Regions from separate parts of the Sus scrofa genome. Here regions 2, 3, 4 and 5 are each linked to region 1. The links are chromatin contacts, called in public Hi-C and promoter capture Hi-C maps. All regions are on one chromosome and are shown on one strand. Each heading gives the region's core, a stretch centred on a gene start, on an enhancer-like site or on the middle of the called end of the contact. The rest is flanking DNA. Distances are from core to core; before and after follow the strand shown.

Evidence for each region. Promoter capture Hi-C pulls out the DNA fragments that hold promoters and counts their contacts. Hi-C and Micro-C count contacts between places; a contact is called where the count stands out from the background.
Region 2: a promoter capture Hi-C map of fetal liver shows a contact between it and region 1, with 3 times the contacts expected there. The contact joins the promoter of GORASP2 here to the promoter of TLK1 in region 1. A contact is called at or near these places in 1 of 5 promoter capture datasets (fetal liver), 5 of 47 Hi-C or Micro-C datasets (embryonic fibroblasts, heart right ventricle, liver and 1 more) and 2 of 2 datasets of contacts at active chromatin or transcription factors (alveolar macrophages and skeletal muscle).
Region 3: a Hi-C map of embryonic fibroblasts shows a contact between it and region 1, with 2.9 times the contacts expected there. The contact joins the promoter of METTL8 here to the promoter of TLK1 in region 1. A contact is called at or near these places in 3 of 5 promoter capture datasets (fetal liver, fetal skeletal muscle and liver), 20 of 47 Hi-C or Micro-C datasets (alveolar macrophages, blood, brain and 11 more) and 2 of 2 datasets of contacts at active chromatin or transcription factors (alveolar macrophages and skeletal muscle).
Region 4: a contact with region 1 is called in a Hi-C map of retroperitoneal adipose tissue, with 2.5 times the contacts expected there. The contact joins the enhancer-like site here to the promoter of TLK1 in region 1. A contact is called at or near these places in 2 of 5 promoter capture datasets (fetal liver and liver), 22 of 47 Hi-C or Micro-C datasets (adipocytes, alveolar macrophages, blood and 13 more) and 2 of 2 datasets of contacts at active chromatin or transcription factors (alveolar macrophages and skeletal muscle).
Region 5: a contact with region 1 is called in a Hi-C map of brain, with 6 times the contacts expected there. The contact joins the enhancer-like site here to the promoter of TLK1 in region 1. A contact is called at or near these places in 2 of 47 Hi-C or Micro-C datasets (brain and fetal skeletal muscle) and 2 of 2 datasets of contacts at active chromatin or transcription factors (alveolar macrophages and skeletal muscle).

Annotation. Positions count from the first base shown.
Region 1 is chr15:77,327,219-77,331,558 of Sscrofa11.1, forward strand. It overlaps TLK1 (serine/threonine-protein kinase tousled-like 1), which reads right to left and starts at 2,330. Exons shown (of 21, transcript XM_001927890.6): 1 at 1,594-2,330. The coding sequence starts at 1,732.
Region 2 is chr15:77,096,986-77,101,325 of Sscrofa11.1, forward strand. It overlaps GORASP2 (Golgi reassembly-stacking protein 2), which reads left to right and starts at 2,323. Exons shown (of 11, transcript XM_021074828.1): 1 at 2,323-2,570. The coding sequence starts at 2,508. LOC110256942 (a long non-coding RNA gene) reads left to right here and starts at 2,190. Exons shown (of 1, transcript XR_002339024.1): 1 at 2,190-2,573.
Region 3 is chr15:77,562,782-77,567,121 of Sscrofa11.1, forward strand. METTL8 (methyltransferase-like protein 8) reads right to left here and starts at 1,711. Exons shown (of 12, transcript XM_001925591.5): 1 at 1,464-1,711. It overlaps DCAF17 (DDB1- and CUL4-associated factor 17), which reads left to right and starts at 1,848. Exons shown (of 12, transcript XM_021076469.1): 1 at 1,848-2,322; 2 at 2,743-2,846. The coding sequence starts at 2,197.
Region 4 is chr15:77,134,157-77,138,496 of Sscrofa11.1, forward strand. No RefSeq gene overlaps it. Among named protein-coding and RNA genes, the nearest start is that of GORASP2, 37 kb to the left of the region's middle. Within about 2 kb of position 2,530, at least 19 of the 83 cell types and tissues checked have an H3K27ac peak or open chromatin away from gene starts, as enhancers often do. A contact at or near this core is called in fetal liver, liver, retroperitoneal adipose tissue and 1 more, where this site is marked.
Region 5 is chr15:77,469,226-77,473,565 of Sscrofa11.1, forward strand. No RefSeq gene overlaps it. Among named protein-coding and RNA genes, the nearest start is that of METTL8, 93 kb to the right of the region's middle. Within about 2 kb of position 2,091, at least 4 of the 83 cell types and tissues checked have an H3K27ac peak or open chromatin away from gene starts, as enhancers often do. A contact at or near this core is called in brain, where this site is marked.

The sequences.
Region 1 (4,340 bases), core at 1,080-3,579:
ATTCTTAATGAAAGTACAGACAAAAATAAAAGCTTGCTTAAAGAACCAAGTGCTGTTTACAAAACAGATTTTAAAATTCATTTACAAATTTTCAAGGGCAGAAAGAAAAATCACTTAGGGGTACTAAATTTGAGTTAGTCAATAAATAAACTTTTATCTTCTAATATTCAGAACTCAAGGTTGGGGGTGACATGGAAAGGGGAAATGTCTGTCAATGTATTCAGCAGGCTTAATGGATGCCATAAATCAAGGCTTCCCATGAATTTTCTAGAGGAAATTCATGCCAATCTTTGAGCCTATTGTCACTTTCACACATGCTCACAGGAACAAAATGACAAAGAATGCTACGCCTGAACCACTGGATTCAAGGCACAAAACACTTGATTAACAAATGTCAAGGCTCTGAGTTGTAAATACTGACAGATATTTTCAAATAAATTAATCCCACTGACTCCAACATAAATTAAAGCCCCTGGTATCTTTAAAGATTCACCGGACTACGGACTTCCAAACGCTTTTTTGAAAATGTGGCTACAATCTCCCTGTGTGACACTAAGGGAGCGAACATCTCATTTACCAATTGCTGATAAATACCGCTAAGCGTTTTACAAACAAAAAAGCGTTAAATGCGATTCCACGCACATTTATTTTTCCGTCATAAATGTTTGTGCTCTTTCACATTTCATTTTATGTGGTATACTTAAAGTTAAATACAGCAAGTTGACATTTTAGTCAAAAGCACTCTGCTGTCTTACTAGCTGTGTAACTGCTACATCTGGTGGCGGCACACTGGCATGCAAGAAGCCAGAAAACTTAGAAAACAATTGTAACCGATCTGGTGCGTGTTTGCAATAACCTTTACGCAGATATTTCCCACAAACCCCCCGATCCTGTCAGAGAAGAACAGTAGCCTACTCGCTGGAGAAATAATGCACAAACACGCAGGAGGTGATGGCGAAGGAGAGAAAGTTGCAACCATCTGGAGGAGTGGGTTTAAAAGCCTGCCCACGAATCAGTCTGTCGTTTAAACTGCTCTCGGGGGCCAGGCAGGGGATCAAAGTCGGCTCTAATAATTTCAGCGCCTCTCCCCGAAAGGCAGAGACCTTGCAAGCAAGGGGCATCCTCCAGGTCCCGGGCAGCTAAGCTCGCAGAGCGGGGACCGCCTCTAGGGGAGGAGTGCGGGAGGGAAGGGGAGGGGGCTCGAGGATGAATGCTTCACCCAGAGGGAAAACCCACCAGAGACCGGAGGCCAGGAGGTTAAGAGTACTGAGTGTGCGAGCAAATGGAGCAGAAAGGGGCTCGCGTCCGGGGGGAGACCGCCCACCCCAGCAGGACGGGCTCTTAAGGAACCCAGGCGAATCTGCGCGCCTCGCCTCGCCCCGTCCCCACCAGCGCGCACCCCCTACGTCCGTTTCCTCCGCCGCCCGCGAACCACCACCCACAGCCGGAGCACTATCTCCCCGAAGCCTGGCGGCCCCGCGTACACCTCGCCCCCATCCCCCACCCCAGGGTCGGGGAAAGGAGAACTGAGGGCGCGGGGGCCGGGAGCGGGAGGGGAGACCCGCGAGCGGGCGCGGGCGCGACGGCACTTACCTTCCCTGGGCCTCCCGGATGGCGGCGTGTGATTCAGCAGGGACCTGGCCGCCGCCGCCGAGCCCGGGGTTGGAGACGTGGAGAGCTGGGACCAAGATGGCGGCCCCTCCAAACTTCCACTGCTACTTTGGACACTCATCAAGCTACTTTCTGGGAACCCGACTCCCCCCCTGCGACGGCAGCAGCGGCAGCACACCGGCACCCGCCTCCGTCATGGCGGGGGCCGCGCAGAGGGCGAGCGAGAGAGCGAGGGCAGGGAGGGGAGAGTCAAGGGGATGGGGGGGAGGAAACCGAGAAGGAAGAAGGTGGGGAGGGTAGAGGTGAGGGGAGGAGAGGGGACGGGGAGGAGGAAAAGGGGGAGAAGAGAGGGAGCCGGCGGGCGCGCTGGGGAAGAGGCGGAGAGAACGAGCGCGGCGGCAGAGGCGGCGGAGGCGTCGAGGGGGCGCCCGCCTGGGCCGGGGTCGGAGCGCGGGCGGAGCGCCGGCTGCGCCGGCCGAGACTTCCGCGGGCGGAACCTGCCGGCACCTCTGCAGTGCGTCGGCCCCGGCGTCGCCCGGGTGGCGGCGGCAGCGGCGGCGGCGGGCGATGGGTGGCGGCTGAGACGGCAGGGTAACCTCTGCATCAGTTACAGGCGGCGGCGGCGTCACGCGCCGCCTGTGCAAACACTATCGCGAGGCTCCCGCGCCTCCGGTAGCGGCGGCGGCGGCGGCGGCCGCGGGAGCAGGCTTGGGGGAGGGACCTGCCAGGGGTTGGGGGCGGGGGGAGTGGGGAGGGAACGAGCTAGCGAGGGAGGAGACGCGGGCGACGGGTGCCCCTGGCGCACCCGCGGATCACTACGAGGCGCGGGAGCCGGGGGCTGGCGGACTGTCGTGCGCCGAGGCCGCTTCCCCGCGCCCGCCGGGAGAAGGCGCGCCCCGCACGCGCCCCCGCCGCGCTGCACCGGCTACCGTTCCCGCGCCCGCTCCGCTGCCACCTGACTGCCCCTCTCTCCCGCGGAAGCGCGCCTGGCTCCAGACCCACACCCAGCCTGGGGAGAAATGCTTCAGCTCTCTCTAGGCTGTCGTTTCGCAGGAGTTCGATGTGATCATTTCTCAAAATGGAACTGAAAAGTTGAGAGTTGCTTCTTTCTTGTCTCTCTGTACCGTGCAAACAAAAAAAAAAAAACCAAAAACTTGTGTGCGTTTCCCTGTCTGCAGAATGGGAGTGATTACTGAATGAAAGAGCTAAGAAAATAAGTTAGGGTGGGGATGGAAGTAAAACTTTATGAATGTTTTCCAAAAAGAATCTTTATCCGCATTGTGCATTGTATGTGTGGTCTAGCAGTTCTTTGTTTAAAAACAGTAGGTGGAAAATCTACATAGAAAATTTTGATCACTGAATTCACATATTTAGGGAAACCATCCAGGGTTCATCTTCTGAAAGGTTATGTTTTCTAGAAAGTTCCAGTGCCGCTGCAAATTCCCGAAGCAAATTAGAGCATTTGCTAAAATTTATAGAGTGTAACTTTCTATAGACCCACACAGAGATTGGGCATCTTATACAGAAAAGAGCAGTCTAATGGTTCAGGAAAAATACAGCAAGGTTATTGGTCTCTTTAAAAATACCAAGTTGAGTAGAACACTAAAAAGATTATGATATAAAGCAACTGTATGAGCATGAGGAAATGGCATGATTACCAGGGGGACAAAAATGTCATTTCTATTTTTTATTTTTATGACTTTGCATTTCTCCTAGTAATGTTTTGTTCAGATAAACTATCATACTAGAATAGAACCATGGTTGTCAGTTATCTCCAGAAGTAATTTTAGTTTTCTTATGCTTCAGGTTCTTCAGTGAGTTTTTAGTCATGTACTGTTTTTCAAAGTTAAGAAGTACATCTCACAAATTAAGCAACTTTAGTGAGGTATAAGTAACATACAATAAACTGCACATATTTTAAGTCTACAACTAGCTAAGTTTTGGTGTGTACACAACCCTGAAACCATTTCTACAATCAAGATAGTGAATATATCCATCAACCTCCAAAATTTTCTCTACTCCTTTATGGTTCCTCTTCCACTCCACTTCTCCCCAAGTCATCACAGATCTGCTTTCTATCACTTAGTTTGCATTTTCCAGAATTTTAAATAAATGGAATTGTATGGTTTGTACTCTTCTGGCTTCTTTTTACTCAATATAATTGGCTTCTTTTTACTCAATATAATTATTTTGAGATTCATCAACATTGTTGTATTTATCAATAGTTCATTTCTTTTTATTGCTGAGTATTCCATTGTATGATATACTCTATTTCGTTCACCTGTTGATGGACATCTGTTATGAATAATACTAAGGATGGACATTTGTGTACAAGTCTTTGTGTTGACATAGGCTTTCTTTTCTCTTGGATGCATACCTAGGACCTTACCATTAGATTTTTATATGAAAGCATATGCACCATAAGGCAAGAGTTCCTATGTATTAGGTAACTGTATGCTCTTTTTGTATTTTAAAAGAATATGTTTAGGGAGTTCTTGCTGTGGCATAGGTCACAGCTACAGCTTGGGATTCGATCCCTGGCTCGGGAACTTCCATGTGCTGCAGGTATAGCCAAAAAAGAAAAAAAAAAGAGTAAGTTTAGTCAACTGATTGTAGGAAAAAGAGCACAGGACAGGAAGGAAATCGGGAGACCTGGGTACTAGTCCCAGCAGGTAACAATCTTTTCTTGATTCCATTTTCTCATCTATGAGAAAGAGGTTAGAGTCACC
Region 2 (4,340 bases), core at 1,073-3,572, 230 kb before region 1:
ACCCCTAGCCCAGGAACTTTCATATGCTGCAAGTGCAGCTGTAAAAGAAAAAGAGAAAGAAAGGAAGAAAGAGGAGTTCCCTTCATGGCTCAGTGGTTAACAAATCCAACTAGGAATCATGGGGTTGCGGGTTCGATCCCTGGCCTTGCTCAGTGGGTTAAGGATCCGGCGTTGCTGTGAGCTGTGGTGTAGGTTGCAGATGCGGCTCGGATCCCACGTTGCTGTGGCTGTGGTGTAGGTCACAGACGTGGCTTAGATCCTGCATTGCTGTGGCTCTGGTGTAGACTGGCAGCTGCAGCTCCAATTGGACCCCAGCCTGGGAACCTCCATATGCTGTGATTGTGGCCTTATAAAGCAAAAAAAAAAAAAAGAAAGAGAGAGAGGGGGAGGGAGGAAGGAAGGAAGGGGAAAGGAAGAAAAGAAAGAAAAAGGAGGAGGGAAAGAAAGAAGGAAAGAAAGAGAAGAGTAAATGGTCTGTATGGGAAATGCAGGTACTCACAGGGCTGCAACACAGCAGCTTTAAGCAGGGGCTGGAGTTGCGCATCCACTACCTCAGGTCCACAGCTGGTGTTCTGCAAACTATGGCTCCTGTCAGATGTCTGGGAAACAAAAATTTTGACCACTGAACATAGCAACAGCTTATAACACCACCACGAAGAGGATTATAATTGCCAAGCAGAACAAGAATATTTATCAACAAATCTAGCTCTTATACTTACTCCTTTGCGTCAAATTCATTAATTTGTTGAATTAACTGCCAGGTACTCTATTAGGTATTAGGAATACAGAGCTGACTCCACTGCATTCCCTGTCCTTGAGAAGCCTCATAACTGGAGATATCATCTGAATCTTTATATATGTCCCAGGCCTCCTAAAAACCTGGTATTGGTTTATGGACAGCAGAGAAAGAAAAATGATTTTTTTATTTTAAAATTCTAAATACTCTTCTATTGTTACAAAAGCAGTCCATGAGTATTTCAGAATGTAGCACCAGCAAAGACAAACCAAACCAAAAAAAAAAAAAAAAAAAAAAATTCCATCACTACCAAGGGGTCACCATAGTAATGCTTGGTTCATATCTTGCTACATCTTCATACACATACTCTGCGTTAAGGTGTATTTGGTTTACAAAAATATGTCTGTATTGTTTACAGACATATTTTGCCTTATAACCTGGTCTTTTTTCAGTCAATAATTTCCACTTTTCCAGGACAATTAATGCTTTACCTTCAAATTCTCAGTATTCACATTTTCCCAATTGAGCCCAAACTGTCCTTTACAGCTTATTTTTCCAAATCAACCCCTAACTCATGGCCTTTCATTGCACCTCCTGGCTATATTCTTGATTATTTCTTTTAATCCAGTATAAACTCTTTCTTGTTATTCCGATTTGATGAAAAGAACTGGCCAGCTGTTATGAAAAACGGCTCACTTCCTGTATTTTTGCCTGGTTGCTTCCTTGTGAAATCATTTTACTTATTCCTCTATCCTCTCTTCCTGTAAATTGGAAGATCTAACTAAAGGTGTGAAAGGAGCAAGGTAAACATTTTGGACCAGAGTACTTCACAGGTGATAACAGGTACTTCATGTTGCTTCACATCAGAATACACATGCTCTGATATCTGGTTGATCCACCGTAAGTGATACTCAAATTGACCCGTGGGCAATGGCCATAACTGCGGGGTTTTAGAAGGGAAGGGGCAAAAGGAGCAACCGAGTAGGAAAACTGTGACCACAAGTTGGCTAACTGAAGGAAGCGGGGTGGAGAACTGAGCAGCAGGCGGTGGAACTCCAAGGGCATCCAACTGTGCTCCCCACTCGGGCACCGCTCAGTTTGTGACGATCTTTTTCTCATAATTAGGGGAAAAAAAACAAAGAACTTCGGCGGGTCCTCCATGACTCTTTAGGACAAGTGCTTTATGAAGGGAGCGTTTTCCTTTATAAAGAGGTGAGCGGAAGCGCTATCTGCCCACGAAGATACCCTACCACGCTCCTCCGTACAACCTGGGAGGAGTACTTTAAACTCAGAGAAGAGGGAACTCGTAGTGTTTGCATCCACCCGGTTCTTTTCAACAGCAGCCCCTTCCTGGTCTCTGGCCACCAGGCGGAGCTACAATCAAACAACTCTTCTTGCAGGCTAGCGGGAACGCGGCTTAGATGAATCTTGTCAAGCCCAGGGACCCGTAGCAAGGTGCCAAGGCTGGATGAACCGTATTTCTGCTCTCTCGCGAGCACGAGTAAGGCCCCTCCCCACCTTCCCGCTCCCCCCTCCCCTCGCCTGCTGTACGCTCAGGCTCCTCCCGGTGGTTCGCGGCAGGTGGCGCTGTCGGCGGCGTCGCTGCGGCCCCAGCTGCCGAGGCGACGATCTCCCAGCGGGCAGCGCGGCCCGGCTCTCCCGAGGCAGCGAGTGCCACGTCCCAAGTGCTACGCGGAGGAGCGGAGCGGGTGGTGCGCGGGAGGCGGGAGCTGCGCGAAGCCCGGCCCGGCCACACTGATCGCCCGCCGCCATGGGCTCCTCGCAGAGCGTCGAGATCCCAGGCGGGGGCACGGAGGGCTACCACGTCCTGCGGGTAAGAGCATCGACGGCGGCGCGGGGGTGGCGGGCTGGAGGCGGGGCCCGGTCACGGGGAGGCTGAGGCCCCGACGGGCTTCTTCTTGGGGCAGCCAGGCCGGACCCCGAGAAGGAGCGGCGAGTGCCGGCGCTGCGTTGGCCGAGGCCGGTTCGAGAGGCCGCTCGCATCCCGCCTACCCCGGACTCTCCGGGCCCAGCATCCGGAAGGAGAGGCTGGAGCCAGAGGTGGCAGCCTACGATTTGGCCGGGGGCGGCCCAGGCGAAGAGGGCAACCTCGGCTCCTTTTCCTTTTGAGAGCCTTCTCTGCCCCTCTCCCCTTCATTCTTAGCTCCCAAAGTCAAGGAAGGCTTGGGGGCAAAGTCTGTAAAAGAGGTGATGGTGAAGGTAGCGTTTCTTTTCTGTGAAAAGGAAGTCTGGAATCCGCAGGCTAGGGGAGGGGGATGCGACGGCAGGTGTTAATCTACCTCGGCGCTGTCTGGATGTCGGGAAAGGCCAATTAGGCAAACAAAACGAAATGGCCTAGAAGCAGGTTCGACGTACTTAAATCTGCTTGATTTTCAACTGGACTTTCTTCTGTCCTGTGTCGCTCCTGACCTTTCCAACGCTCCTCTTCCACATTTCCTGCCCAGGGGAACTTCCGTTCTCTTTTTTCTAAGTCTGCTCAGGGTGTGGTGGTGATGAATGTTTAGATCCACAGTGTAAAAGAGGTAAATGGAGAGGAACGTTAAAAAAAAAAAAAAAATCAGGTAAATAAAGGAAAGCAACCTCAGTCCCCAGGACGCAGGGAAACAGTATCTCTGAAAGCATTAGCTAAGTCCCTGCTATGAATAGCCTGGGTTGTTCAGAGCATGTGGTCCTTTCCTCGTGGAACTGAGTGTCTTTAAAAGTAGCAATGTTGATTGTGTGCGTGACACCTGCGTGAGTGATAACATGATGGACTGTCAGCAAACTAGCCCCAATCTGGAGCACCATTCAGTGTAACTAGATATTAGCTCCTGGCTAATTTTCACTGAAAGTAGGAAAGCTCAATCCGTGGTGCTACAGCCATGTTCTCCCTTAGGTCCCATGTTTGAGGTGAGACAGCATTCTTAAACTAAATTACCAGAAGTCTGCTTGATAGGGCTGTCATCAGTCACCTTTCTGATCTTCAGGATTATCACATCTAGTTGCCTCTCCACTCTGCTAAAAATCCCTGTTGAAGCCACACTCTTGGTAGGAGAGTATGATTTTCCCAGAAAATACAGAGAATGTATAAATAAACTATTACCTTCTAATTCCCTTCAGCTAAGCCAGCCCCCAAGTACCACGCTGACGGAAATGGAGGGAGAATGGTCAAATCCCAGTTGTGAAGTGAAACTTGGTGGCAGTACTTTTCTATTCTCTGGTTTGATTCTGAGTTCCTCTGCTTTTGGACTATGTTGTCCAGTATTACCAGATGATTCTCACAGTTGCTGATTGTGGCCATGAATACTGGGATTCGTGATATTTTTATAATTCATGCACTAGGTAAAGCAGTGTTGATGAGTTTTTAGTCTATAAGAAAGCTGTACACATCAAAAGGATTCTAATTCAGTGACTTCTGTTAATGACTATGTTCGTTCAGTGTTAAAGTTGAAGTGAATTTCTTTACATAGGTGCACTTCAGTAAATCAGCACTCACTCATATTCAGTGGTGTATCGGCTATTAATCTATAAATATGGTTTTTAGAAGCACTAGAGACAACTTTAGTTTCCAGTCTTCATCTAGGGCATAAATGTTACAAAGACA
Region 3 (4,340 bases), core at 461-2,960, 230 kb after region 1:
AAGTTTTACAGGCTTAAATAAAGGGGTGAAGTCATTGTGTAATCTCTCAACACAAGGACAATATAAACGGGCTTTTCGGTAAGGAATTTATGCCCCAAAGTACAGTGAAGATTGTTTTAGAGCATTATAGGTCCAGCAAAAACAGTCTCATTGGTAACAATGAACAAGCAATCATCAGAATTTATGTGTATTATAGTTTTGCTTCATTTAACATATAATTGAGCATTATAGCTGTACAAAAGATACAACATAAGGAGTTTATATACAGTTTCATATTTGCATATATTTAACATACTGATCATATTTTAAGTTAATCCTGGGTATCTACGTGGGTTTGAGAAATTCTGCTCTGGGTGATTGGGAGCCACGTAAAAGCTTTAATAGGGAAATGACAGATTTGTGCTTTAGAAAAATCGTTCTGGCAGCAGAGTGGAGGGCTGGAATTGAAAGTATTTAAGTAAGGCAGAAAGGAGGCTATTTAACATAATAATGTGATAAAATGGTGAGGCCCTAAATTATGCTGGGGTATGAAGAGGAGACAGATATCAAAATCAAAAGTACTTGGTTGAGGATGAGGGAAAAGATGGCTGTCCCTTGGGTGACTTGGGGCTTGGAAGGTGAGATAAAGACCACTGGAAGACAAATAAGTGGGGGTGAAGGGGAAGATGAAAAAAGATTATGAGTTCAATTCAGCAATGATTTGAATTTCATTTCAGCCAAAGAAAATCCCGTTATCTTTTCTGGGTCCCAGTTTTCTCAGCGACAGCTGCATTCATGAATTAGCAAATTAACTATTATAGCGCTCTCTAAAAATATACAAAGCACTCCACAGTATGCTGTAAATAAGATATGAAAAATCAGCAAAAGCCTAGGCCCTAAAGGAAATTCAGCAGGGTTAAAAAGAGATATGACAAATTTTTCCTAAACACTTAACCCAACACACTCACCCAGGGTTGTACTTTTTGCTCTGTCAGATGGAGTTGCTGCCTTGCCTACCTCTGAACAAGAGGCCACGTGGGAAATGCAAAGACACCACCCTCAAGGGACTCACAAGCAGAGCAATAGGACAAGTCTGGTGCAAGATTGCTGAAAATGCAGTGTAGTGGGAACTCTGACCTACAGGCAGGGATAGTCACAAAGTCATCTTTTACTTAAGAGCAATCAAACTGGAATGCCTCGGGCAGTTCAATAATAATGTAAATATGTGATATTTCATTCCCGATAAGGAGGGAGTAAAATGTGAAAGGAAAATGCAGCAATTATTGCAAAACCTGCCCGCGTCTCTGAGGGCCACAGCAGGGCAGACCTCTGGTAAAGGGTAATTCAACTCCAGTTTGGCGGGAATGCCAGCATCTTCACCACTAACTCATAACACAAAAGCAGTGTTTACTGATCCCAAATGTTTAACTATACATCTCATCCAAAACGTTCACAGTACACTGAAGGGAAAGCCGAGGGCGTACCTTTCTTTAGCACATGATGCTGCCTCGGGGGGAAGGGATCGCACACGACACAATGCCCCTCTCGGCGTCCCGCCAGAGCCTCCCAAAGCAAGAGTCCAGGGGTTCAGAGGCTTGGGGGTACCGGGCGGCAAGAAACGAACCCCTGGGCGAAGGGCGTATTCTAAGAAACCGAGACCAGGAGGCGGCAGTACAGAGCCACCAGGCCCTCCCCCGGCGCCGCGTGCAGACCCGGAAAAGCGCGCCAGGCCTACAGCGCAGACTCAGCCCAGCCCCAGGAGGAGGGGCGGGGCGGGGCTGTGGTGGGTTGAAGGCGGGGCCAGGGCAAGGGCTCGCTGCCCGCTGCCTGATGGGGATTGTAGTTCTGGGAACAGGCCAGGCTCCCTCAGCGTGTACTGGGAACTACATTTCCCGGTGAGGGAACGGCTCCATCCGACCGCGCGTTACGCAGGCGTCGCGCTGTCGGCAGCCGGGTCCCGAGCCCTAGAGCGTTGGAGGGGCCGACGGAGAAGGGAGTTGCTTTTCCTTCCCACTTCTCCACTCACGGGCAGCACCGGCTCTGCCTCCCCTCGCCCCACCGCCCTGCGCCCACTGCCAGGCTCCCGGTGTCACCTTTTCCTGGGCCCCTCAGGGAGTTGGGGCCTGGAGGTTCGGCGGTAGGGGCCCTTGCTCTGCGCGGGAGTGAGGGGCGCGCCCCTCTTGGGCCCGGACAACTCCGCGATTGGCCCGCGCCTCCATGGGGCCAAGTCAGAAGCCCAACGTGTGCTGCCGGCTAAGTCGCCGGGCGCTGGGCTTCTTCTCGCGCGACGCGGGCGTGGTGCAGAGGACCAACCTGGGCATCCTGCGGGCGCTGGTGTGCCAGGTGACCACCCGCCACCGGGAGCCGGACCTGGGGCAGCGGGGCGACGGGGCGACGGGGAGGTCAAGCCTTCTTGCTGGGGTGCAGTTTTTCTGCAGGACAGCCCGTTTTTAAGATCTCACATGATGGTCAGGGTGATCCAGGCCTTGAAGCGGGGGGATTAGTAAATAACCATTAAAACGGAACCGCCGCATGCTTTTAGTTTTAACCTTCGTATATCTTCTTAGAAACAGTTTTTCTAAAATCGATCACTCCACTTAAGCCAAAACGCGAGGGCAGATTGAGGAAGCATTGAACATAATGTTTTCTAAAAAGTACATGAAATTACTTTGCAAACTGTCAATTTAACCATCCAACTTAAAATTGGTGCAGAGTGGAAGCTTATGAGTTATTTCCTAAACTGAAGTTCCTTGTGTCTTTCAGGAAAGTACTAAATTTAAGAATGTTTGGACGACTCATTCCAAGTCACCTATAGCCTATGAGAGAGGAAGAATATATTTTGATAATTATCGATGCTGTGTCAGCAGGTATCTGGTGAAAATTTTTGTTGTAATTCATTTGACTGTTGATCTGAACTCTAATATTTATGGAAACACTTATGCCTACATTAGTGCTTGTGAAATAAGAGAATGGAAAAATGGGTCCAAAAATAAGAGTAGGGGATAAAATGTGTGTAACTTAAAAATCTTGTTAAACCTAAAGCTTGAGGTTTCATTTTCATTTTATTGGTATTCGCTATAATACCAATTTATAGCGAATTCATGTTGCAGGCAAAATGATAGCTTGCTGGGTACAATGTAGTATTTTATGCTGCTTAAAAGATAGAGTCAAGAGATACAGGTATCTAATAATTAGATGCTTATTTATTTATTTACTTATTTATTGTCTTTTTGCCATTTCTTGGGCTGCTCCTGTGGCATATGGAGGTTCCAAGGCTAGAGGTCTAATCAGAGCTGTAGGTGCCGGCTGACAGCAGAGCCACAGCAAGGCGGGATCCAAGCCGCGTCTGCAACCTACACCACAGCTCCCGGCAACGCCAGATCCTCAACTCACTGAGCAAGGCCAGGGATCGAACCCACAACCCCAGGGATCGAACCCACAACCCCATGGTTGAACCCGCAACCCCATGGTTCCTAGTGGGATTCGTTAACCACTGAGCCACAACGGGAACTCCCTTCGTTCCTTCTTTTTAAACAGCTTTATAATTCACTGATTTAAAGTGTATGATTCAATGAGTTTTACTTCCTTGAAATTAGTATTCAATGAAAATGAATTTGATGAACTATTGGTGATTCATATAGGCAACCATCATTACGGTTAATTTTAGAACATTTTCATTACCTTAGAAAGAAACACTATACCCTTTAACTATCACAGCAATACCTTCAACACTCTCAGGCCTAAGCAACTAGTAGTTTATTTTCTTTCTCTATAGATTGATCTATTCTGGACATTTCAAAAAAATGAAATTGCATAGTATGTGATTTATTTGTGATTGGCTGTATTCCTAGTAGATTACCAATTTATTTTTTATTTCTTTTGTTTTTTTGCCATTCTTGGGCCACTCCCACGGCATATGGAAGTTCCCAGGCTAGGGGTCAAATCGGAGCCATAGCTGCTGGCCTACACCAGAGCCATGCCAGAGCCACACCAATGCGGTATCCGAGCTGTGTCTGCAACCTACACCACAGCTCACAGGCAATGCCAGATCCTTAACCCACTGAGCAGGGCCAGGGATCGAACCCAAAACTTCATGGTTCCTAGTCGGATTCGTTAACCACTGAGCCACGACGGGAACTCCCTAGATTACCAATTTATTATAAAAGTTCATAAGTCAGGAGCAGCCAGAAGGGAGAGATACATAGGACAAGGTATATGGAAAGGAGCACAGAGCTTTGATCAGGCTCTGCGTTCAGGCCACTCTCCCTAAATCTTCCTGTGTTTACTAACCTGGAAGCACTTTTCCTTTTCTAGTATCTTTATTTAATGCCGTACATTTCCCTTTAAGCACTGGGGGCGGG
Region 4 (4,340 bases), core at 1,280-3,779, 190 kb before region 1:
GAGGGACAGAGACAGAGACAGAGTGCACTGTGCACAAGGACATGGCCCATGCAGAGGGCAGGGGACAGTTCACATTAAAGACCAGGTTCAGGAAAAGCTGCCTCCCCGGGGCAGCAGAGGCGCAGTACTCTCTGACCCCTCCTGCCAGTTCAAACAAAACGAGAAAAAACACTCCATCCGCTGGCAGACGGGGGCCTGGGGACTTGGTGTTATCAGACTGAGGTTGCACCATATTTCCTGGCACTAGATTGAAACAGGTCTCGGCTCCATGAAGGCCTCAGGTCTTATGATAATAGCAGTAACCAAGGTTGAGTAAGTGCTCCTGGCTCATGGGGTAAATATTGAAGCAAGGAGCTGAACCAGCCCTGTGCAAAGCCCTTGGCAGGACAGGCTGCCCAGTAAACAAGAGTAGCACACTGGCCTCCCTCAAACATGCTTCCTTAGAGCCACCTTGTATATTTCTAAGTATGAGTTAATTGCCAGCATTTGGAAAACAAAGCTTCACATAAATCCAGATTTCTGGGTTTTATCTGGCAACACTGGGTCCTCAGCCCCACAAGGAAACCACCACCCCCTTGAGCGGTTTGCCACTGGCCCCACTGGTTTCTGCCACCTGCCTGGCCCACAGGCATCTGAAGCTCAGTGTCTTGAGTATTATCCTGGTGGGGATGGGGTCGAAGCCTGGGCTTCAAAAAGTTGGAAGCTCTAGAGCCTAGAGGATCCAGGATCAGAAAACAGGATCCTTTCATGGACTTCATTATTTTGGATCCATAAATCATGGTGAAATGGGCACTCAGGTTGACAAAATTTGAAGCCGTCGCTTAAACTATAAACCTGGGGGGACATAGATCTCTGGACAGTGACAGGGATTTAGGTTTCCCCAGCCTCTTCCAGAAGCCAAGTCTGGGACCAAAAACCCATTACTTATTTACCTTATCAACCAAATCTATTGAAATGTATCATCAGTTCTCTTTCATAGGGACCAAGGAGTAGGCAATGAGAAGTCCTCAATTCCTGAACGGCTTCCTTTCCCTCCACTCTATGGCCTCCCATCCTGGTGAGAAGAAAGCCGCCTACCCTTGCCCAGCTCTGGCCAGGCCAGCCTGGTTTGAGACTGGAACTAGTAAGTCTGTCTGGGTTTGCAGGAGAAAGCATATCTTCAAGGAACACTTGAATTAGGGTGGGTGGGGTTGTAGGAACTTATTCTTTATACACTTGTGTGTTGATAGACTTTGTAAAAACATATTTGAATTACTTTTTAACCCACGAAAACAATAGGGCTATTTTCATGTAGGGGAGAAGTAGGAGACTTAGCCAGGACTGCTGAGCCTGGAGTGGAGGGGCTTGCCATCTCTGGCGGCATTTAAAAGCTCTCTACTAAGAGATCCCTAACACTGGCCCTAGATTAGAATTATCAGTGACGTTTGCCTTTGTAGACTTACACTGTGATCATCTGCAGTGTTAGTAAACTGTCACTTTGGCCAGAAACTGAACCTCTGTGGTTCAGACACCTATCCTGAGCAGAAAGACGCAGAGACAGGATGGCAGGAGAAACACATTGTCTCTAGGGGCTGTCCTGGCATTTAGATCTCAGGAAATGTTAGGTACATGAAGTATACACAGTTCTAACATTGTTTCACTTGAGGTTGTCAGCTGAGCAACCTGTGTGTTTTGGGTGGTGGGGAACATAAATGTGAGAGCAAACTCCGTCTGTCTTATTGAATAAAAGCAAGAGGAGACAGGTTACTATTGCCTCAGTCCAGGAGCTCAAGCTCATTCTGATTTTAATAAAGCATTTACCCTCCTTGGTGTCTGCCAAGTGTTTGTTTTTCCTTTCCTGGAATGACCAGAACTAAAAAGGGCATGAAACCTCAGAGTCAGAGAAATCTGTCTTTCCAAATTGAGATCTCTGCTAGGAAAATGCTGTCACCTGAGATGAAAACTCAACCCACTGGGGCTTCCAGGTCCTCTACATGAAGGTTGACTGTGGACATGGAAAGGGGCAGAAGAGAAAGAGGAGGGGTCCCTGGGCAGACACTGAGGGATGTTGGTGTGTTGTACCTGAAGGAAATTGTTTTCTAATTTTATTACATATATGTGCATTTTAACATGCATTGGAAAAATAGAGCTGCTTCCTAGGACAAGGCTAAAATAGCTTCCTTTACAAATAAACTTTGGTGAGAAAAAGGAATCAATTTACAGAGAAGTGCTGCATTGATAGCAGGCACCAGGAACCAAGCTGAGTGAGTTTTTCTATTAATTCTCCCTGGCCTCCCGGCAGGTGGTACTGATCGCTCCATTTACCAGAAAAGAAACCTCCTCCAGTTTATACAGCGGGGAACTTTGGGGTAGGACCTGACTCCTAGTAGGTCGGTCCACACCCAGGTCTCAGTTCTGTCTCCACACACCGGCTGGCCACAGCGCCGAACATTGGCTTTTGCCCCGGGATTTCTGTTTAATTCACCGCCACGTGGAGCGGGAGCCAGTCCACAGTACGCGCCTCTGCCGGCAGGTGGCGCCGCGAACCTGGAAAAGCCGCGCCCCGTTGGAGGCCACGGGGTCTCCGGGCCGGCCTCGCAGGGCCCTGGGGCGGGGCTGGGGAGTCGCGGGAGGGGCCCCAAGGATGGGGGTGACTGTTGTTTTTTTTTCGAAAAGGGCTCCTGGAATTGGTCCTGTGCTTCCCTTTTATGGCAGACAAGTTTAGCTGAGTGGGGATGCAGAAAAGCCTGGGTGCATTCACCAAAAGGAGCTCTTTTTCAACACAATTTTAAAGTAAATATATCAACCTGAAGATTAAGATAAAAAGGAAAAGCCCTACGGGTGTCTGTAAACTCCTCAGATATGGCAAGAAACATCAGAAGTCTGAGAACCTGGTGGGGAGAGGCAGGGTCTTGCTCCCCCCATTCCCCAACCCCAGGCTTCCCCCTGAGGTTAGAGCCTGGATGTGGGGGCGCACCTCCCATGGCCCAACAACCCTCCGTGGGCTGGCTGGACTCGGGGCCTCTCTCATCCTCCCCACAGCTCCATGAGGAGAACCTTCCTGCTTTGCAGGCCCAGGAGCATCTAGAGGGACAGCTAGGTTTGGGCCCATGTGATCTCAATCCAAAGACATTCACCCCACTACTTATAATGAGTAATTTAGTACCCACGTGATGATAGTAAGGGACAGAAATGGGATGACTTCCACCGGAGGAAGTCCGAGAAGACTTCCGGGGGAGGTGACGTCAGGGCTTTGAAGGATACATAGAGGTTCTCTGGCGAAGTGGAACGTCACTGTGGGCAGAAGCAACAGCATCCGCCAATGGCATGAAGGTATGTGGCCCATAGTGTGTCCTGGGACCGCACATTGCTCCGAGTGGCTGGGGCGGGAATGGTGACGTCTGGCGTGGCAGCAGTTGCAACTTGGGGGCTGGGGCGGGAGGGTGCTTGGATGCCATGCCAGGGAGCTCAAGTTGTGCCTTAATGAAGAGCTGATGAAAGCTTTTCTGTTTTGTTTTTAGAAGGGAGTAGGTTTGCCCTTGACAAAGATCAGTGGTTTGAAAAACAGTGGTTTTAGCCAGCAGATAGCCTTTTGAAAATAAAATATGTGGAGCATAGACTTAAAAACCAAAAAGCAAGGTGGAGCTGCTGGCAGCTTCCCTCTGAGCAGGAGAGAAAGGTCGTTAGCAGGCGTCCCGCAGAGTGCATGTGGTGGGGGGAAACTTTAGGATCTCATCTTATCTCGAAAGAGACTTAAAACCCAAAGAAGCACCATGATGCCCTGTCTCCCACCTTCCAATCCCCCTCATTCCCAAGTCCAGCACCCTGCTCTCTGTGTGACTGGGGAGTCTATAGAGGTCTGGGGAGAGCCAAGAGCCCAGAGGAGTGAGGTTTCTTCTTCGTCTGCAGCTCCTTTCCACCTGGGCGCAGGAAAGCAATCCACAGACCAGTGCTTCTCCACCCTGGTGCTTTAAAACAAAACACGACGACAACAACAACAACAGCAACCAACCATGCATATACACCAAGGAGAGCAGCTTGGGGGTTGGGGGGCCTTGGAGATCTCTTTCAATTCCTCGAGTTCCAGATGAAGATGGTGAAATCCAGAGAGGTTAATTGGGCTCACAGCTACACCGGTGGTAGAGCTGGCCCTAGTACCCAGGTGGAAATGGGAACCATTCCTGTTCTTTCAGCTTGGCCCCAGCCTGTGCCAGGTGGGGATGGGATGGGTGGGTTACCGACCAGGGTTCTTGGCCTTCCTAACAAAAATTGCTAAGAGGCCAGAAAAGAAACAGGCAAGGCTTTATTAGGGCTTCTGCTGCAACATGAGCAGGTGAAAGCAAGCAGCAGGTTCCCGTCCT
Region 5 (4,340 bases), core at 841-3,340, 140 kb after region 1:
CCTCCTCTGTCACACTGGGGAATGAGGACAATCTCTTGGCCTGGCCAATGTCTCCTTCCACCTGTACCTCTCTGGGTGTGTTTATCCTAAAGCTGTACCCCACCTTCCCAGGTTTATGAGGACAATAAAGTCATACTGTGTGTGATATGTCATGGTGGAAAACAAACACAAGGGCTCTGGAATCAAAAGTAAGAATCTGGTAAAGGCAAGCTTTTGCTCTTCTAAAAAAGTATCAAGAACAAAATGGAGTTCCCGTCTTGGTGCAGTGGTTAACAAATCCGACTAGGAACCACGAGGTCGCGGGTTCGATCCCTGGCCTTGCTCAGTGGGTTAAGGATCTGGCATTCCCGTGAGCTGTGGTGTAGCTTGCAGGCGTGGCTTGGATCTGGCGTTGTTGTGGCTGTGGTGTAGGCCGGTGGCTACAACTCTGATTAGACCCCTAGCCTGGGAACCTCCATATGCCGTGGGTGCGGCCCTAGAAATGGCAAAAAAAAAAAAAAAAAGTATCAAGAACAAAATGTCTTAAGGGCCATTTCTGTGATCCAGTTCAGATACACAGAAACAAGAGCTCATGGCCTCTGCAACCTTCCTATTCCCAAGACTCGGTGAGCTTTCTTTGGTTCTTCCTGAGCCAGGCCAGGGGGCATTTAAGCTTACAGTCTAGTTCTCTTCGGTTCAGTTAGAAGTCACTCTTGCTACAATCTTCTGTGACTTTGCATTTTTCTTTGGGTCACTGGAACCATATTTGGCTATTCTGGCTGTGAACACTGACTACTTTCTCTAAGCTAGAGTGCCAGCTGCTTCTGCTGGTAGCCCTTCCTAGTGGTCATTGTCTATGCTTGGCTGAATTTTAGAGGAATGACTGACCCTAGATTCCTTGTCACCATACTGACATGGCACACTTCTTCAACTGCACCTCATCTATACCAATGACATTGTCTTTGTCTGTAATCCCCACCACCACCCACACACATATCATATTTTATTTGCCATATTATTATTTTTTTCTTTTAGGGCCTCACCTGCAGCATATGGAAGTTCCCAGGCTAGGGGTCCAATTGGAGCTGAAGCTGCTGGCCTACACCACAGCCACAGCAATACCAGATCCGAGATGCGCCTGTGACCTATGCTGCAGCTTGTGATAACACCAGATCCTTAACCCAGGGAGGGAGGCCAGAGATCGAACCCTCATTCTCACAGAGACAATGTCGGGGTCTTAACCTGCTGAGCCACAATGCGAACTCTGCCGTATTATTTAATATTAAAGATTAAGACCTTAAAGACAATGCCCACCCCAATGTAGTTAAGATCTTTGTCAGTCGCTTTCTATTTATCATCCAACTTTCCTAGTTCAAACATCTTTGAATATAAAAATGCATTAATTTTATATAAAAAGACTGGCTCCAGGTTTAGAAAGCCAGTCTCTTTGGAAAGTTACTGACACCTCATAACAAACTACGAATAAATTCCCCAAGGTAGGATGAACCAAGAGTAACTTGTATTCACATATACACAATGATGGTATAGACCCAGTTGCATAGCTGGGTCTATAATAAAAAGTAATGTAAATGTGCCAAAGAGAAGAAACAGCAAGATGTTTAACACTTACATGAAATAAGAAAACGTTCAGTTGAATAATAACCGAAGCTTCATTAACTCAGCAGTCTTGGGGATCTAGAGCATGAGGTAGCTCGAGCCAAATTCCTTAGATGTTATGGTTCCTCCTGTACCAAGCCAGGCAATTGGTAATGGAACTGCAGTAGGGGTAAGCGCTGCATGGGTTATGTATCATTTTCATTGGAGGTAAAAAACAGCAAACAGGGAATTCTTTATTCTTGAGAGGTTCTCTGTGCCCATGATCAGCTTCTGCATGCACTTGGAGGAGAAACAACACTACTAAAATATCTTTTAAAAAGCCAAAGCTAAATGACTAAACATTAAAACTCCGAGGAACAGAAGAAGAAGAAAAAAAAAAAAATCTATGAGGAAAGCATCCACTTGCTTATCCAGGGAATGAGCAGAATTTAATTCTCATTCCAGCATGGGACTGCTGGGCACCCAGCTCCGTTCACTCTGGGCAGAAAACGAATCCCCAGGTTGCTACTGAGCCAGACTTTAAAGGCCAGTGAGGAAATGAGCAGCACTCCCGAATGGGAAAGGCTGGATCAGTGTTTTTCTGCTTTTTTTTTTTTTTTTAAGTAAACAAAAGATCTGCAAAAGTATTTTCTTGCACTATTTGGCAAGAGAAAGAAGCACCTGGAGAGTGAGTTAGGAAGAGAAAGCATATAAGACATGGGAGTAAAACAAGGATGGCCATAATGAGGCTTTGTCTCCCTAATCTCCAGAGCCCAAGTGTTCTGTTATGAAACAAAGCAGCAAATGAAGAGACCGCTCAGAAAGACTGGTTGATTAAGAATACATTCATGCACAGGAGAAACAGAAGAAATGCTTTTCTGGATCCTGAATTTCATCTTTCGTTTGGATTTTTTACAAACCTTTAAAAATATCTTCTGGAGAGTCAAAGTGGAAGATACACATTAAAATAAATGAGGGCTGTGGAGGAAGATGTATGAGCCACGAGAAACACTATTATCCTTGGAGACGAATTTCCTTGCTTCAGTGTGGCAAGTGACACTGGCAATTTCAGCCATTCTCTTTCGGGCTTTCAAGGCAAGTTCCAATTGCTGCTTAAGGGGACACTGCCTCAGCTCACCTGAGGGAGGGGCCATAAGTACAGGTGTTTGGTGAGCTCTCGAGTTCTGTATAGCAGGATGGCCTTGGGAGAAAGACAAGTCACTCTTGGGAGGCAGGGGGTGAGAGAAATAAGGCAGCAATGGCACAATGTTGCTTGTGTTAACTACACAGCATTTAAAAAAAGGACAAATAAACAGCAAACAAATGCAAGTGACTCAACAGACTCTCATCATTTTAGGAAGTTACAGTTTAGAGCTTTTTCCCAAAGAGAAAGGCTTAAAGACTGGAAGGGTGATCGCCCGTCCCTAAATTTTTTTTGAAGCAATCAACAATTAATTCATAGAGATTAACCAAAAAAAAAAAATTCTGCTTTTTCTGCAGTGAATTAGGAAGTTTCATAAAGAAGAAATGGTTTGAAAACATTCCCAAAGAATTTGCATGAGGAAAACACAATTTGGTTTTCCTGGACTAAACCCCATCAGTCCAAATAGGAGAGATGTTTGGGGCTTTTTAGGAGGCAATCAATAGCTCACTTAATTTGGTAGGTAACACCTGATTCATACTCAGAGGAAAGCTTCTACTTTCTGGATGGAGTTCAGGCTCTGCTTGGTGCCTACCTACTGGAGAAAATCAAAGAGAAAGATGCAAATCACTGGGATGCCAAGGACACAGCTAACTAAACACTATCTGTGACTATTTGAATTCCATGTGCTTCTAAATAGTATTGATTTTTTTCCTCCTTATGTAATGTTAACATGTATTTATCCATTCGCCTGCCTCTAGCTGTTCCTCACTAAAGGTTAAGTGGCTGTGAAACCACATGCACTGCAGAATCCAAAGCAGCTGTTTTAAACTCTTGAACAGTGGTGGTGCCTCGTAGCTTGCTTTTGATGAGCTGTGAGAGCAGCTGAGGGTGGGCTGTCTTTGACCATCTGGAGGTTTGAATGTGGTCCATGCAGCTCGTGCCAACCTGGCTTGCCACCAGGGTTGGGGCCACTGTGCCCTGAAACACTTCAGGATGGTGCTCAAGGGCGCTGTAGGCTAAGCCTCCTGGGCCTCTTGTGCAGGTGAACTTGCATTTGATGCTGTTTTTCTTGCCCTCTGTAGGCATTCACACGAAGAACTATTATTACTTGCTTGTTACTGCATGTTGCTGATTCATACTCAGAGGAAAAAGTAATTTTGTCTTAACACCTCTTCTCTGTCATTTAAGGCATATGTTAATGAAAGACAGACCTTGGCATCCTCTCTCCTTTGTAGCTTTGAGGCCACAGTATATACTCATTACAAATGAAGATGCAACTGTTATTTTACTTCTATTTATATTTATAACTACACCAAAGCCATCATCTTGCAGGTAGCTGTGTGCCTCTCAAATCCCAAACCATATTCCAAGAAATGCTCAACATTTCATGCTTGAGTTGGCATTAATGTGGCATTGATGTACATACAATTTTTAAAATAAAGATGTTTTCACTCAAATTTTATTATTGACACTCCCTGATCACATATTTTTGATTATGCTGGAGCTAATCCCTTTGAGGGCATTTTAAGGGTCCCCCTCACCCCCGCCTTGCAGTACAGACTGATTTTTTTCTTTAAGTGAGGAGTGTGCAAGTGATGGGTGCTCTGGAGGGGAGCCAAGC